Linked DNA regions of Mus musculus: all the other regions are linked to region 1. The links are chromatin contacts, called in public promoter capture Hi-C maps. All regions are on one chromosome and are shown on one strand. The core of a region is the stretch at or near the end of the contact, and the rest is flanking DNA. Distances in the headings are between cores, read along the strand shown.

Region 1 (4,398 bases), core at 905-3,404:
ACTAATACTCTGTTTAGTCTTGCAGACAGGAGAATGGTATCTACCAGCATCTGACAGAAACAGATGCAGAGAACTACAGCCAAATATTACAAGGAGCTCAGGGACACTCGTTGAAGAGTAGGGGGAAGTATTGTAGGATCAGGAGTGGCTATGGGCTCCACAAAACACCAACATAGTCAGTCTGATTCATATCATCAGTCACAGTAACATTAGGAGGAAATAAGAGCCTGCAAGAAAAAGGTCAGGACTGCAAGCATAGGAGACTGGACTCCTCCCTGAGGAAAAGGAAGAGGAAGAGGAAGAGGAAGAGGAAGAGGAAGAGGAAGGAATCCCACAGATTACTGTCTGGATGGTGGTGATACCATATGTGAAGTACAGTGGTAGATGTGGTTATCATTTTCCATCTGTAGAGCCAGAATGCTGTTCTGGGAAAATTCATTTAAAATCATAAGAAACCACCAGGGGGGTAATGACAGAAAACAACAGAGAAGATGATGCAAAGATGACAACCATTCCCTGCAAATACAGAGGAATACTCAAGCCAGACAAAGATGGAATCCTTTCCCACACAAGAAATGCAATCAGGTTTCTAACCCCAAACACTAGTCATTAACAGAAGGATACTAGTGAAAATTTGGATGTAACATTTCAAATACATTCGACGGAACTTCTTACAGCCCATTTGTAAGTTTTCATAATTAGAAGATGTCAATTGGATGGATTTCTATCAGGGCACTGGTGCTCAGAACTGAGACCAACCAGAAGTAATTACCACGTAGAAAAAGAAAAGCTATGTTCTAAGAATCTTTTTAAAACACATGGTCTCATGTAGCCTAGGCTCACTTTGAGTTGGCTATAAAGGAGACGATGATTTTGATTCTCTGGATTCCTGACTCCTCCCCAAAAAGCAGAAGTGACAGAAATGTGTCATAGAATTACACTTAAGTTCTCTTTTCTGTCATAGAGCTGTTTAATTAAAAATATATATGAACATAAGGTGCCTATAAATTGTATATGAGCACAATGCTGTACTCTCTCTACTTTGTAAGGAACATGTTTTGATGTACAAGGCAGCATTGCGATTCCGACTTCATATACTGTTATTTTTTTTTTCTACAGATTAGCAAAGTTAACGAGGAAATGTCTGTTATCCTAGGTATGGTTAGAAACTCATTGAAAATCCCAGTAGATAGGACAAGGTGGTCTGAAGCCCATGATTTCTGGGAGTAGACTTGAATGCCACGAGCCAGGCTCTGGCTCACTAACCCTTGGTTTGACTGAAAAGTGACAATATAAGCAAGATCACCTGAGATAGGGGGGAGGGCTGTGGTGGAGAAACCCTGAAAAAAACAAACACACACACACACACACACACACATCAACTCATCTTTTATATTTGAAAAGGAGTCCAAATTTTGGACAGAACACTTATTAAGAGGATTATTGTCTAACGATTTTTAAGCAGAAGGGCAAATTCCATATTTGGGCAAACACTGGTTCATACCAGTTACAAAATTACTCTGTGTCTATGTAGCCATGTATTGTGATGATTCAGGTATAGGATTGTACCTTCAGAATTCTTTTCAACTCGAGGCATCCATAAATCCAACAATTCATTGCAAAGGAAAAGAAACTAACATTCCATAAAACAATCACCCTCACAGGTCTCTCTGTCCCTGGACATCAAGAACTTTAGGAAGATTTGTGAGATCAAACTGGAGTAGTGGACGGGATATAAAGTTTAGTAGGCACTAGACGTCCACGTGTTCTGTATGTCCCGAGAATCTGACTACAGCTATGTAGGCACAGGCAGAGCACGTTTCCCCAGTAAAGATGAGTGCGCTCCCTTCAGCATCTCAGGCAGAGGCAGTCAGCAGACCCAGCCTGCCCTTGCCATCCTGTTGTTTCCAACCTTCTCCCCTTCAAACCTGTGCCCAGGGGCAGTGGCCCAGCCTAGGTCAGCACAGCATCTCCAGGTCAGCTCAAATCATCTTCAGCGCCCGACCAGCCACCCTGCACAGTCCCTCAGATCTGCAAGATGGCGCTGTTCCCTGCACCAACCTCCATGTCAGAGATCCAAACGCAGTGCTCAACAGGACAGACGCCTAACTTTGGGGAGAAGCTTAAGTTTGAAAATCAAATGCGGAAGTTTGATAAGAACAGCCAGCCTTTTGGTGACGTCAACGTGGTAGGGACTACATTTCCCACAAGTCAGTGCGAAGAACTTCCAGGAACCCACAGAACTAGTTTGTTGTCCGCCAGAATTCCTGCCACCCGTGAGTAGGTTAAGTTAGGAATAAACAAGGATCTGCAGATGGGCAGACACGGGCATTTGGACTCTTAAAGTCCGGTGGTCGCAGCACCCTATGTTAGCCTGTGCATCGAACCTTTTACAGTGATGTTTACCACGTTTCCTAGTTATTTCTGCTAGGACGCTGTGGTTTTAAAGGAATTTAAAGTATTTTACTACCATATGGAAAATTCATCAGTTACTTAAAAATATGGAAGCTAATTTAGGACTGAGCATTATCTCTTGAAGATGCTCTTGAAACCATCCTTGGTGACCCTGATTGTCTTGCAGCATCTCAGGTGGTTAAGAGAAACAAATTAAAATTCAAAGCTAATTACCACCAGGTGGTTTCTGAGCACTGCTTTCCTCCCCTGCATCTCTCCCAAGGGGAAGGGGGCAGGCAGACAGAGCTCTTGGGATCACAGAGGTATATGTACAGAGAGACAGGAAAATTAATAAGGAACATCAAAACCTAACACAGGAAATTCTATAGTGCACAGTGGACCAAGGCTAGGCCACTATCCCTGGGCACAGGTTTGAAGGGGAAAAGGTTGGAAACAACAGGATGGCAAGCGTCCTTGGTCCATTGTGCACTATAGGATTTCCTTTGTTAGGTTTGATGTTCCTTATTAATTTTCCTGTGTCTCTGATGATCCTGTCATCATTCATATTTCACCATATTTGAACATCAGTGGTATCTGCCTTGAACTTCCCACATTTCTCTGAAGCAGAACATCAAGATAACTCCTTCTTGAATACAAAGGTATCAGAAATGTGTTCATATAACTGTCAAATGATATCACTGTATTAAAGAAGTTACACTGGAAACATGGAGTATTGAGAATTCCCATCTCTTCTTTGGAAGGCTTATTCTTGTGCAGTTCATGCTTGAGTCAAAGTTACAAACCCCATTGCTAGCTCCCTGGGAGCAGTAGTATGCTAGCAGCCTTCAGATGAACATGTAGAACTCTCAGCTCCTCCTGTACCATGCGTGCCTGGATGCTGCCATGTTCCCTCCTTATTATTGGACTGAACCTCTGAACCTGTAAGCCAGCCCCAATTAAATGTTGTCTTTTATAAGACTTGCCTTGGTTGTGGTGTCTGTTCACAGCTCTAAAACCCTAAGACAACTAGGCTATGTACTATTTACTGAACTAAGACAGGAGTTGGTACCAGGAGTGGGGTATTGTTGTGATAGGCATGACCACGCATTTGTCTGGAAGAATGTGGATTTGGGGACTTTGGATTGGGAAGCAGTAGAATGCTTCAAATGGGGCTGAAGGGGCTATCCTAGAAAGAATATGAAAGACTTTGTTGCTGATAGTGATGTGGCCTACAGACAGTTTTTGTGGTATTTTGGTGAAGAATGTGGCTGCTTTTTGTCCTTGTCTGATGAGTCTACCTGAGTCTAAGGTAAAGAGATTTATATTAATTGTATTGACAAAAGAAGTCTGAAAATAGCCCAGTAGAGACTTTGTTCTCTGGTTAAGTTTCATGAAGAGCATTTTGAACAAGCTTAGCAAGCATAGGAAAAACAAATAAAATATATGGTTCAAGTCTTAAAGGGACACCAAGAAGTGAAATGGAGCTGAATCCTATGTTCTTGAAAATAACAGCTTGAAGAATTTTGGGACAAGATTCCATCCAGCTAAGTTTAGATCCAGGCAAAGTGGTATACACATTTAATCCCATCATTACAAGGGACAAGGCCATGCAGATCTCTGAATTCAAGGCCAGCCTACAGTGCAAGTTCCAGGGAAGCCAAGTTCAGACAGTGAGGTAGCTGGAAAACAGAAAGCCGGTAATAGAATAAGGGCACCAATGTTCCAGTGCCAGTAAGCAGTAGAACATGGTAGCTTTAGCCATGTGGCTCTGGCTTTAGAGTAAAAACAGAAGGTACTACTGGGATAATTGATGGCTACCTGGAACTAAGATGTTAGTGGTGATTAAGGAGAGCCCAGTATCATTGAGGTGAAATCTTCTGGGAACTATTTTCTGAGCACACAAAAAAACTGTGTTCCAGAGATAGCCAAGGTTGTACCTTGTACTGCAGCTATACTTGGTAATATGTAAGAGTCACCCAGGTGGTACTGGGTTTGAAGGCATGA
Region 2 (4,398 bases), core at 1,197-3,696, 200 kb before region 1:
ACTTTTGGGGGAGGTTCGAGACAGGGTTTCTCTGTGTAGCCTTGGTTGTCCTGGAACTCACTTTGTAGACCAGGCTGGCCTCGAACTCAGAGATCTGCCTGCCTCTGCCTCCCAAGTGCTGGGACTAAAGGCGTGTGCCACCACGCCCGGCCATTAATTACTTTTAACTACTGAACAATCTCTTTAGCCTGTAAGCACAGATATTCAAGTGATTTCGCTAAACATGACACATACTAGGGATTGTTCCCAAGAGAGAAAATTAAATGATCAAGATGTAAAAAAATTATAGTAGGCAATATATTTAAAATGGTGAACATGGCCTAAACAAACATATTAGTCCTGAGACTCTAGCTCCAGTAGACATTTCCATAACTATGCCTGGGTCCCTAATAGTGTGCTGAATGAGCCTCCTCTTTGATCAAATCTTCAGGTTGTGACTATACCACGGTAGCTACTCCCCCTATTGAATTACACAGGCAAAATGCAAAGAAATGGAGACAGTAGAAGAGTCGTGACTCTATGCTGTATCCTCAAGGATGAGCGCATCTCCTATGAATGACTACTCTCTTAGGTAGGTTTGCATGTAGCAGATACAAATATACATGTACACACATACACACAAGTAGCACAATGTACTTAAGGTTATGACTGACTAGCTTACAGATAAATTCAACTCAGCCTAGGGTTATAGCATTTGGCTTTGGCAATTACTGGAACACAACCACTAATCTACTCTTGTAACTGCCGTCATGGCTACCTTCCCAGTGCTCTACCCCAGATATTTGCTGTTTCTCCTGGCCACAGGCTCATGGTCCATCTGTCCCAGGGCATCTTCATCCTCTTTCCCCATTTCTCCTTGTCCTGGTCTCTCTTTCTTCTCTCTCTTCTCCACCCCCTACCAGGTAACTCAATACCCGCCCTCCACAAATCCCTCCAGTAATTGGCTGTAGCCAATTTGATTTATCCCATAGTTTTAAATCAAGGATGAAGGTTTGTGCCACAGAACCATGTAAATATGAGAAGTCAGCTGTAGTACTAGATCTTGGATACAGAATTTAGCATTACAATACATAGCAACAGACCAGATCTCAACACATAACATATATTGGAAAACTAGCTATGCTCAGAAATACTAACTTTTGTGGTTTCTGTCAATGCCCTTCACTGCAGCATTCAGGAGGAGGACAGACCAGTCATGACACTTGCCAATCAAGTACAGGTACATGTATTGTTCCTTGACTCTAATTTTTCTAATTTGAGGAAGCCGTTCTGCATTCCTGGATAAACATACTCACTGGAAAAGAAGAATTAAATATGGACTCGGCACAGTATCTTCTTTGAAACAGCTTCTTTTTGAATCATTAGGATTCAGGGAAGTAGGAAGTCTTTTCTGTAACAGGGTTTGTAACTTTGACTCAACCATGAACTGCACAAGAATAAACCTTCCCAAGAAGAGACATGAATTCTCAATACTCTATGTTTCCAGTGTAACTCCTTTAATACAGTGATCTCATTAGACAGTATTATGAATATTTCTGATATCTTTGTATTCAAGAAGAAAATATCTCAGTGTTCTGTTTAGGAGAAGTGAGGGAAATTCAAGACAGATAACACTAATGTTCAAATATTGTCAAATATGACCGATGACAGGATCAGTGCAGAGACAGAAAAATCAATAAGGAACATCAAACCTAAGGCAGGGGGAAATCCTATAGTGCACAGTGGATTAAGAGTTAGTACACACGCCGGGCGTGGTGGCGCACACCTTTAATCCCAGCTCTCCGGAGGCAGAGGCAGGCAGATTTCTGATTTCGAGGCCAGCCTGGTCTACAGAGTGAGTTCCAGGACAGCCAGAGAAACCCTATACAGAGAAACCCTGCCTCGAAAAAAAAGAGTTAGTACACACATCATTGTGATCCCAGTAACTCTGTCCCGCCCCTTGGGAGACATACAGAAGAGAAAAACCAGTGGAGTGCTCAGAAAACATCTGCTGGTGACTAGCTTTGATTTCTAATTCTTCTATCTTAAGCGACTAGGATGGTTTCAATAGAATCGTAAAGAGATAATGCTCACTCCTACATTAACTTCCTGCTTCCACATTCTTAAATAAAGCAGATCATGAAAGCATGAATTTTCCATTTGTTAATAAGATTCTATAGTAGGTCGGAGTTTTTAAATCAAAATGTTTTATCAGAGATAACATGGAAACCTGATAGGCGGGATTAATGTGAAAGGTTCAGCTCACAGGCAAACATTTCGTGCCGTGACCAAGGACTGTAAAAGAGCCCAAATTCCCTGTGCATGTCCATGTGCACCTGCTCTCAGTGGACTGTAATCCAGGCAGTGTACAAAACCTCTTCAGTGGGTTCCCGGAAGTCCTTCCAATTGATTTGTGGGAAATGTAGTCCCGGCCCCTGTGACGGCATCAGAAAGTGCTGTCAGCATCAAATTTCCATATTCTTTCGTCAAAGGTCGCTTCTCAAATTTGTGCAGTTGTCCTGTTGAGCGCTGCATTTGGATTTCTGACATGGAGGTTGGTGCAGGGAACAGCACCATCTTGCAGATATGAGGGACTGTGCAGGGTGGCGGGTAGGGCACGGAGAGTGCCGGCTTGGGCTTGTTGTGAGACAGGAAGCTGCTGACCTGGAGATGCTGTGCTGACCTAGGCTGGGTCACTGTCCCTGGGCACAGGTTTGATGAGGAGAACGTTAGAAACTACAGGATGGCAAGGGCAGGCAGGGTCTGCACACTGCCTGTGCCTGCGATGCTGACCAGAGCTCAAGCATGTTTAAAGGGAAACGTGCTCGGCCTAGTTGACCCATTCTCACTGGCTGTAGTCAGATTCTCTGGACATACAGAACACGGGGACATCTACCGCCCCCTATACGTCATGTCCTGGAGACTACTCCTTGTTTGAGTTCACACAGCTTTCTAAAGTTCCTAGTGTCCAGGGACAGAGAGTCCTGTGACGGTGATTGTTGTGTGGGGTGTTAATTACTTTTCCTTTGGAATGAATTGTTAGATTTATGGATGCCTTGGTTAGAGTGGGAATTTCTAATAGACATCTCAGTGACATGATTCCTCACAATACATGGCTGTATAGCCACAGAATAATCTTGTAATTGGTAACATCCCGTGTTTGCACAATCTATGTAATTATGGATTTTACACAGATTAAAAATGACTAGACAGTAATACCTCAACGGTTCTGAGTATGTTTGTGTTCTGAGTATGTGTTCTGTCCAGTATTTGGACTTCTTTTCAGATGTGAGAGATAGATGACTTGGTGTGATGAGAGAAAGATCGCTGGGAGGAGCTGGAAAGTCTGAAAGGGAAGGAGGAAATATCTCTGCTCATCTGCCAGGCTCTGTACATTGTTCTCTTTAATCTGGCAGGATCTGGATATTGTCTCATCATGTGATTTTCTTATGTATGTTCCTATTATTGGCAGTGTTCGAACTCTCTTAAATTTTCCCTGTCCCTCAATGTGACTTTCAGGTTTACTGATGCACCCTTAATAGTTTTAGGAAGAAGTCTTCAAATTTTTCAACTGTATTAGAAAGGCTGCAAGATAAATTTCAAAACCTGTGGCATACTTGGGAACTTATGATTTGCATATAGTAGGTTCCTGTTCATGCAAAATGCATAGTTGTCCTTTTGAAGAGTTAAGAGAATAGTTTAGTCCAGAGCCATTTTTGTAGCCATGATCTGAGAACACAGGTTTAATTAATCCAAATTCCATGCTCCAACATGAAATCTATTTCATGGTTTTACAGAACAAAGAATGTCATTAACCTAAGAAAGCTTAAAATACATTGGTGTAAGTCTGATAGAGGTATGTATATGTACCTTGAGATATGGGAGATATTCTATTCACCTAAGATACCATCTGCTGAGATTTTAGCTTTTGGGTTGATAGAATCTCATGTTCTGCCTAGTCAGTGGATTCTGAGAGGTTTTTATCTATTAACAAGCTGTGTGGTCCACTACATAGTGAGGCAAGGACTGTCCCTGAAGGGAAAATCAGCCCAAGACAGCTAACCCTGAACCTGCAGAATTCCAGGCTCTGCCCCTCAGTGAACTTCCACGTGGGCCATCAGTCTCTGCACACACAGACTCCTTACAAGAGTTTTGCATTCACAACATACACACAGGTTTTCTTTGTGTGTTTGTTTTTTCAGGGTTTCTTCTCCACATCCCCTCCTCCATCTCAGGCGATCTTGCTTATACTGTCCTCAGTCAAACCAAGCTTTAGTGAGCTGGAGATAAACAAGATAAACAAGATTGAGGGACACTGGATCCAGCTAACCAACAGAAACAGGACCCAAATGATTAGATTCAGAAATGAACAGGGAGATTTTACAACAGATACCAAAAACTTCAGACTATCATAAAGGG
Region 3 (4,398 bases), core at 785-3,284, 170 kb after region 1:
ACTTGCACATGTTAGCATACACCAAAAAGATTCTAGAAGAACCAGGTGGGACTGGACACTACAGGGCACTAACGTCCCAACGGAAGGTTCCCAATGGAACCTACTTTCCCAAGAGGAAGGAATGACATGTTGTTTTACTGGTTGTCTTAGTCAGGGTTTCTATTCCTGGACAAAACATCATGACCAAGAAGCAAGTTGGGGAGGAAGGGTTTATTCAGCTTACACTTCCACACTGCTGTTCATCACCAAAGGAAGTCAGGACTGGAACTCAAGCAGGTCAGGAAGCAGGAGCTGATGCAGAGGCCATGGGGGGACTTTTTTTTTTTTACTGGCTTGCCTCCCCTGGCATGCTCAGCCTGCTCTCTCATAGAACCAAGACTACCAGCCTAGAGATGGCACCACCCACAAGGGACCCTCCCCCCTTGATCACTAACTCGGAAGGGGAAGTATGCTGGATAATGGCGTCCAGGTCTTGGTCGTCTAAGTGATGATGTCAGAGGCCATTGAGAAAAATTACAGATGTTATTTGGACAGAATTGAATAGAAACCAAATACGTATGCATGAGATAAACTTGAGAAACACAGATTTTCATTACTCTGTCTTATGGGGCTTTAAAAGTTGCAGTCATTGAGAAAATGCCTTATAACTGGATCTTGTGGAGGCATTTCCCCAACTGAAGCTCCTTTCTCTGTGATAACTCCAGCCTGTGTCAAGTTGACACAAAACTAGCCAGTACACTGGTTGATGCCACATGTAAATCTGGCTCTCATTCCCCACGTGAGGAGCAGGAGCAGGGTTTCTGTTTTGGCTAACTAGAGATGCATTCTACACACTTTGATGTGCAGTGTAAGGAAGGAGAAGCCATGCAAGAGGCAGAAAAGCAAGGGAGGGGTGTAAACCACTGTGGCTGCTTCAGACAAGGAGAATTCCAGAATGGGAATGAGGTCCGTTTACCTTAAATTACATAAATGCATAACGTTCTTTAAGTTCTCCCTCACCCTGCTGACCTCACACAAACGCTTAGCAGCCTAAAACAAGGTGAGCTTTCCCCCCACTGCTCCGGGGGTCCCTGCTAATGGACTGGCTCAAGTTCAAGACCAGATCGAAGAATGTTTGTACAACAGTTGTGGGCCAAGTAGACATCCTGTCTTTCTTGAAAAGTAATCAACCAAAACTTAGGGATGGAACCCTTCAAAGGCTTAAGAAACGCCAGCCCTGAAGGTGAAGCGGGACATCAGCTTCCCCACCCCTCACTCTGCCTGCCAGTGGTTGCTTCTCTCCATGTGCCCACCGCACCTGTTTTCCCTCAGCCCTAGTCAAAGCTTTTCTTTATCAGGTGATTCTGGTAGATTTGTCCACGGTGCCCCAGAATTTCCCAGCTACGACCTGTTGTGTCTCTGATTTTTTTCTTACCCGTTTAATTCACCGACTGGCCGAGAAAAACGATGACAATCCTTGATCATACCGGCGTGCTGTGAAACGCTCGAGAGGCAGAAAACCCACCTATTTTAGATGAACTGAGAAAACCTCAAGATTCATCTGAGAGTGAGGTTCAGCTAGTAACAAAGTCTCCCCAGCCAAGCGGGAAAGTGAGCTCTCAGCACCGCCTGAGATGCAAGTTCGTCAGCTGACCCACCAAGCCTGATCTTTACACCATACCCCACTCCCGTGCAACCATCCTGCACTCCTGTCCCAGAAGCCCACGGTAGACTCGCGTTGTGCTCAGAGTTCTGACAAACATCAATCAGGGCACCGTCAGACACGCCCTCTCCCCAGCCCTGACCAGTATCTTTATGGACCAGAATGTAAGGACAGCGCAGGTCAGTTTCTCCCGACCTCCCACCCATCGCTGCTCTACTCGCTGCCAGATGGATCCCCGCACCTCGAACAATGCCTCAGGCTGCGCTGCTCCCTGGACCAACCTCTACGTCAGCGATGCAACTCGAGAGCTGAGCAGGACAGCACTCTCACCCAACTTTGGAGAAACAGCACACTTTCAGACTCAATTAAATACTGTTTCCGGAGCAGGTCCCTGTGACGACACAGTGGCCAGACTACAATTCCCACAAGTCTGTGCGAAGAATTTCCCGGAAATCAGCTAGGGCTGTTCCTGGATTTGTCACTGGCAACCCACAGGAGTGTATGAGAGAAAGAAGCCTACTATGCTTGACAGCCATTGGGAAGTCAGGCTGGTTTTCATCTCCAGATCCACAACATGAGATATATGAATATGAGTCGAGCCTTTGACAGAAATATTAGGGTTTCAGGTCCTTTCCTGTCCATGTGTTGTGATTTTAATCTTACTACTCCTTGAAAAAAAAAATCAGCACGACGAAGCAATCACTAGTGTGGGAATAAAAAAATATCTTTTAAAGATGATTTTTCAAACCAGCATTGATGTGCCTTATTATGCTCTTAGCTGCCTGGTGGCTTATGGAAGAAGGACCCAGGATCCAAGGTTGGATTGGGCTATTTATAGAGACCTTATTTCTAAATAAGATGGATAGGGAGCTAGTTTAAGGTAAAAGCCTTTGGGTGTAATGGCTTTGGCTCAACACTATGCTACATAAATAATTCTTGTTCTTCTGTACTGATACCCGGTGTGAGTCATATATATATCAGATTCTACAACTGGTAAAACTATTCCTGTGAACATTGGAACCCATACAGTACAGGAAGTGGGCCAAGACCACACAGGTGGTTTTAATAATTGAACAAAGTTAAGTTCAGCTCTTGAGATGAAAGGAAAGACCATCCAGAGACTGCCCCACCTGGGGATCCATCCCATATACAACCACCAAACCCAGACACTATTGCATATGCCAGAAAGATTTTGCTGACAGGACCCTGATATAGCAATCTCTTGTGAGGCTATGCCAATGCCTGGCAAATACAGAAGTGGATGCTCCCAGTCATCTATTGGATAGACCACAGGGCACCTAATGAAGGAGCTAGAGAAAGTAGCCAAGGAGCTAAAGGGGTCTGCAACCCTATAGGAGGAACAACAATATGAACTAACAAGGATCCCCCACCCCAGAGCTGTGCAGGACCCTTCATTAATGTATCCTTTACAGGGAGGCACATGACCTGACTGTGTAGTTTTATCTAGCTCAGAATGGTAACTCCTTTAAAAGGTTGTTCAATGGACTGCATTATATGACGTTATACATAATCCAAATATTTCCCAAGTTCCTCTCTACAAAGCAGAGGTTTTCTATCCATGTATGCATATATGGAATGTTTCCTATTTACCTATGGAACTTGTGCCTTTTGGCTGTTGTACTGGCTGGTTTTGTGTCAACGTGACACAAGCTGGAGTTATCACAGAAAAAGGAGCTTCAGTTGAGGAAATGCCTCCATGAGACCCAGCTGTAAGGCATTTTCTCAATTAGTGATCAAGGAGGAAAGGCCCCTTGTGGGTGGTGGCATCCCTGAGCTGGTAGTCTTGGGTTCTATAAAAAAGCAAGATGAGCAAGCCAGGGGAAGCAAGCCAGTAAGGAACATCCCTCCATGGCCTCTGCATCAGCTCCTGCTTCCTGACCTGCTTGAGTTCCAGTCCTGACTTCTTTTGGTGATGAATAGCAATGTGGAAGTATAAGCTGAATAAACCCTTTCCTCCCCAACTTGCTTCTTGGTCATGATGTTTTGTCCAGGAATAGAAACCCTGACTAAGACAGCTGTCCACCTTCTGGACTACTTTGATGATTATTCTTTACTTGGTTCCAAGTCATCTGCCTATGCTTCACATGCTGATAATACTGAAAGTCTCTCTCTCTCTTGGACAAGATTAAATTGAGTTTTTATTTAGCAATGTCTAGCTTGTGAGCATTCTAATTCAAAGAAATAAAAAAGGCATCATAGAAGATCCAGCTCAGTTTTCTGCTCTACAGATGTAAGTGGTAGAGGGGAAATGCTTTTAAGCATGCCCCACTTGTTATCTTGTTCACACTACAAACTGTAAATATGCCACCTCATCACATACATCCTTGTAAATAGAGGCACCCTTCCTTTTCATTCTTCTAGTCTCTGTGTCAGTTTCCCTTTCTGTTGCTATCAAGAATACCCTGACCAAAAGCACCTTGGTCAACACCAAAGTGATTATTTGGCATACAGGTTATGGACCACATCAAGAGTGGATTCTTTTTTGTTTTTTGGTCAGCTTAATATAGGGTAGTTATCTGGGAAGAGGTACCTCTAATGAGAAAACACTTCTATCTAGATTCCTAGGGTATTTTCTTGATTAATGATTGATTCTTGATGTGTTAGTGGGAAGTAGGGCCTCACCCATGAAGGTGGTTCTGAGCAGTATCAGGAAGCAGGCTGAAGAAGCGAGTAAGTAGCATTCCTCCACAGCTTCTGCCTCCAGTTTCCTGTGCTGACTTCCCCGAGTGATGGGC

The links. Capture Hi-C pulls out chosen DNA fragments and counts their contacts.
Region 2: a promoter capture Hi-C map of adipose tissue shows a contact between it and region 1. The contact joins the promoter of Zfp759 here to the promoter of Zfp595 in region 1. A contact is called at or near these places in 17 of 39 promoter capture datasets (the 3T3-L1 cell line, 3T3-L1-derived adipocytes, the C10 cell line and 12 more), 16 of 484 Hi-C or Micro-C datasets (the C2C12 cell line, CD4 T cells, the G1E-ER4 cell line and 11 more), 6 of 115 datasets of contacts at active chromatin or transcription factors (bone marrow-derived macrophages, embryonic stem cells, large pre-B cells and 2 more) and 4 of 9 other capture datasets (adipose tissue, liver, macrophages and 1 more).
Region 3: a contact with region 1 is called in a promoter capture Hi-C map of liver. The contact joins the promoter of Zfp58 here to the promoter of Zfp595 in region 1. A contact is called at or near these places in 5 of 39 promoter capture datasets (cranial neural crest, liver, maxillary cranial neural crest and 2 more), 6 of 484 Hi-C or Micro-C datasets (Sertoli cells, cerebral cortex, double positive thymocytes and 3 more), 8 of 115 datasets of contacts at active chromatin or transcription factors (bone marrow-derived macrophages, cardiomyocytes, effector CD8 T cells and 4 more) and 4 of 9 other capture datasets (adipose tissue, embryonic stem cells, liver and 1 more).

What each region holds. Positions count from the first base shown.
Region 1 is chr13:67,330,406-67,334,803 of GRCm38.p6, forward strand. Zfp595 (zinc finger protein 595) reads right to left here and starts at 2,155. Exons shown (of 5, transcript NM_177622.3): 1 at 2,062-2,155. The coding sequence starts at 2,067.
Region 2 is chr13:67,125,782-67,130,179 of GRCm38.p6, forward strand. It overlaps Zfp759 (zinc finger protein 759), which reads left to right and starts at 2,447. Exons shown (of 4, transcript NM_172392.3): 1 at 2,447-2,533. The coding sequence starts at 2,528.
Region 3 is chr13:67,498,488-67,502,885 of GRCm38.p6, forward strand. Zfp58 (zinc finger protein 58) reads right to left here and starts at 2,035. Exons shown (of 4, transcript NM_001007575.2): 1 at 1,884-2,035.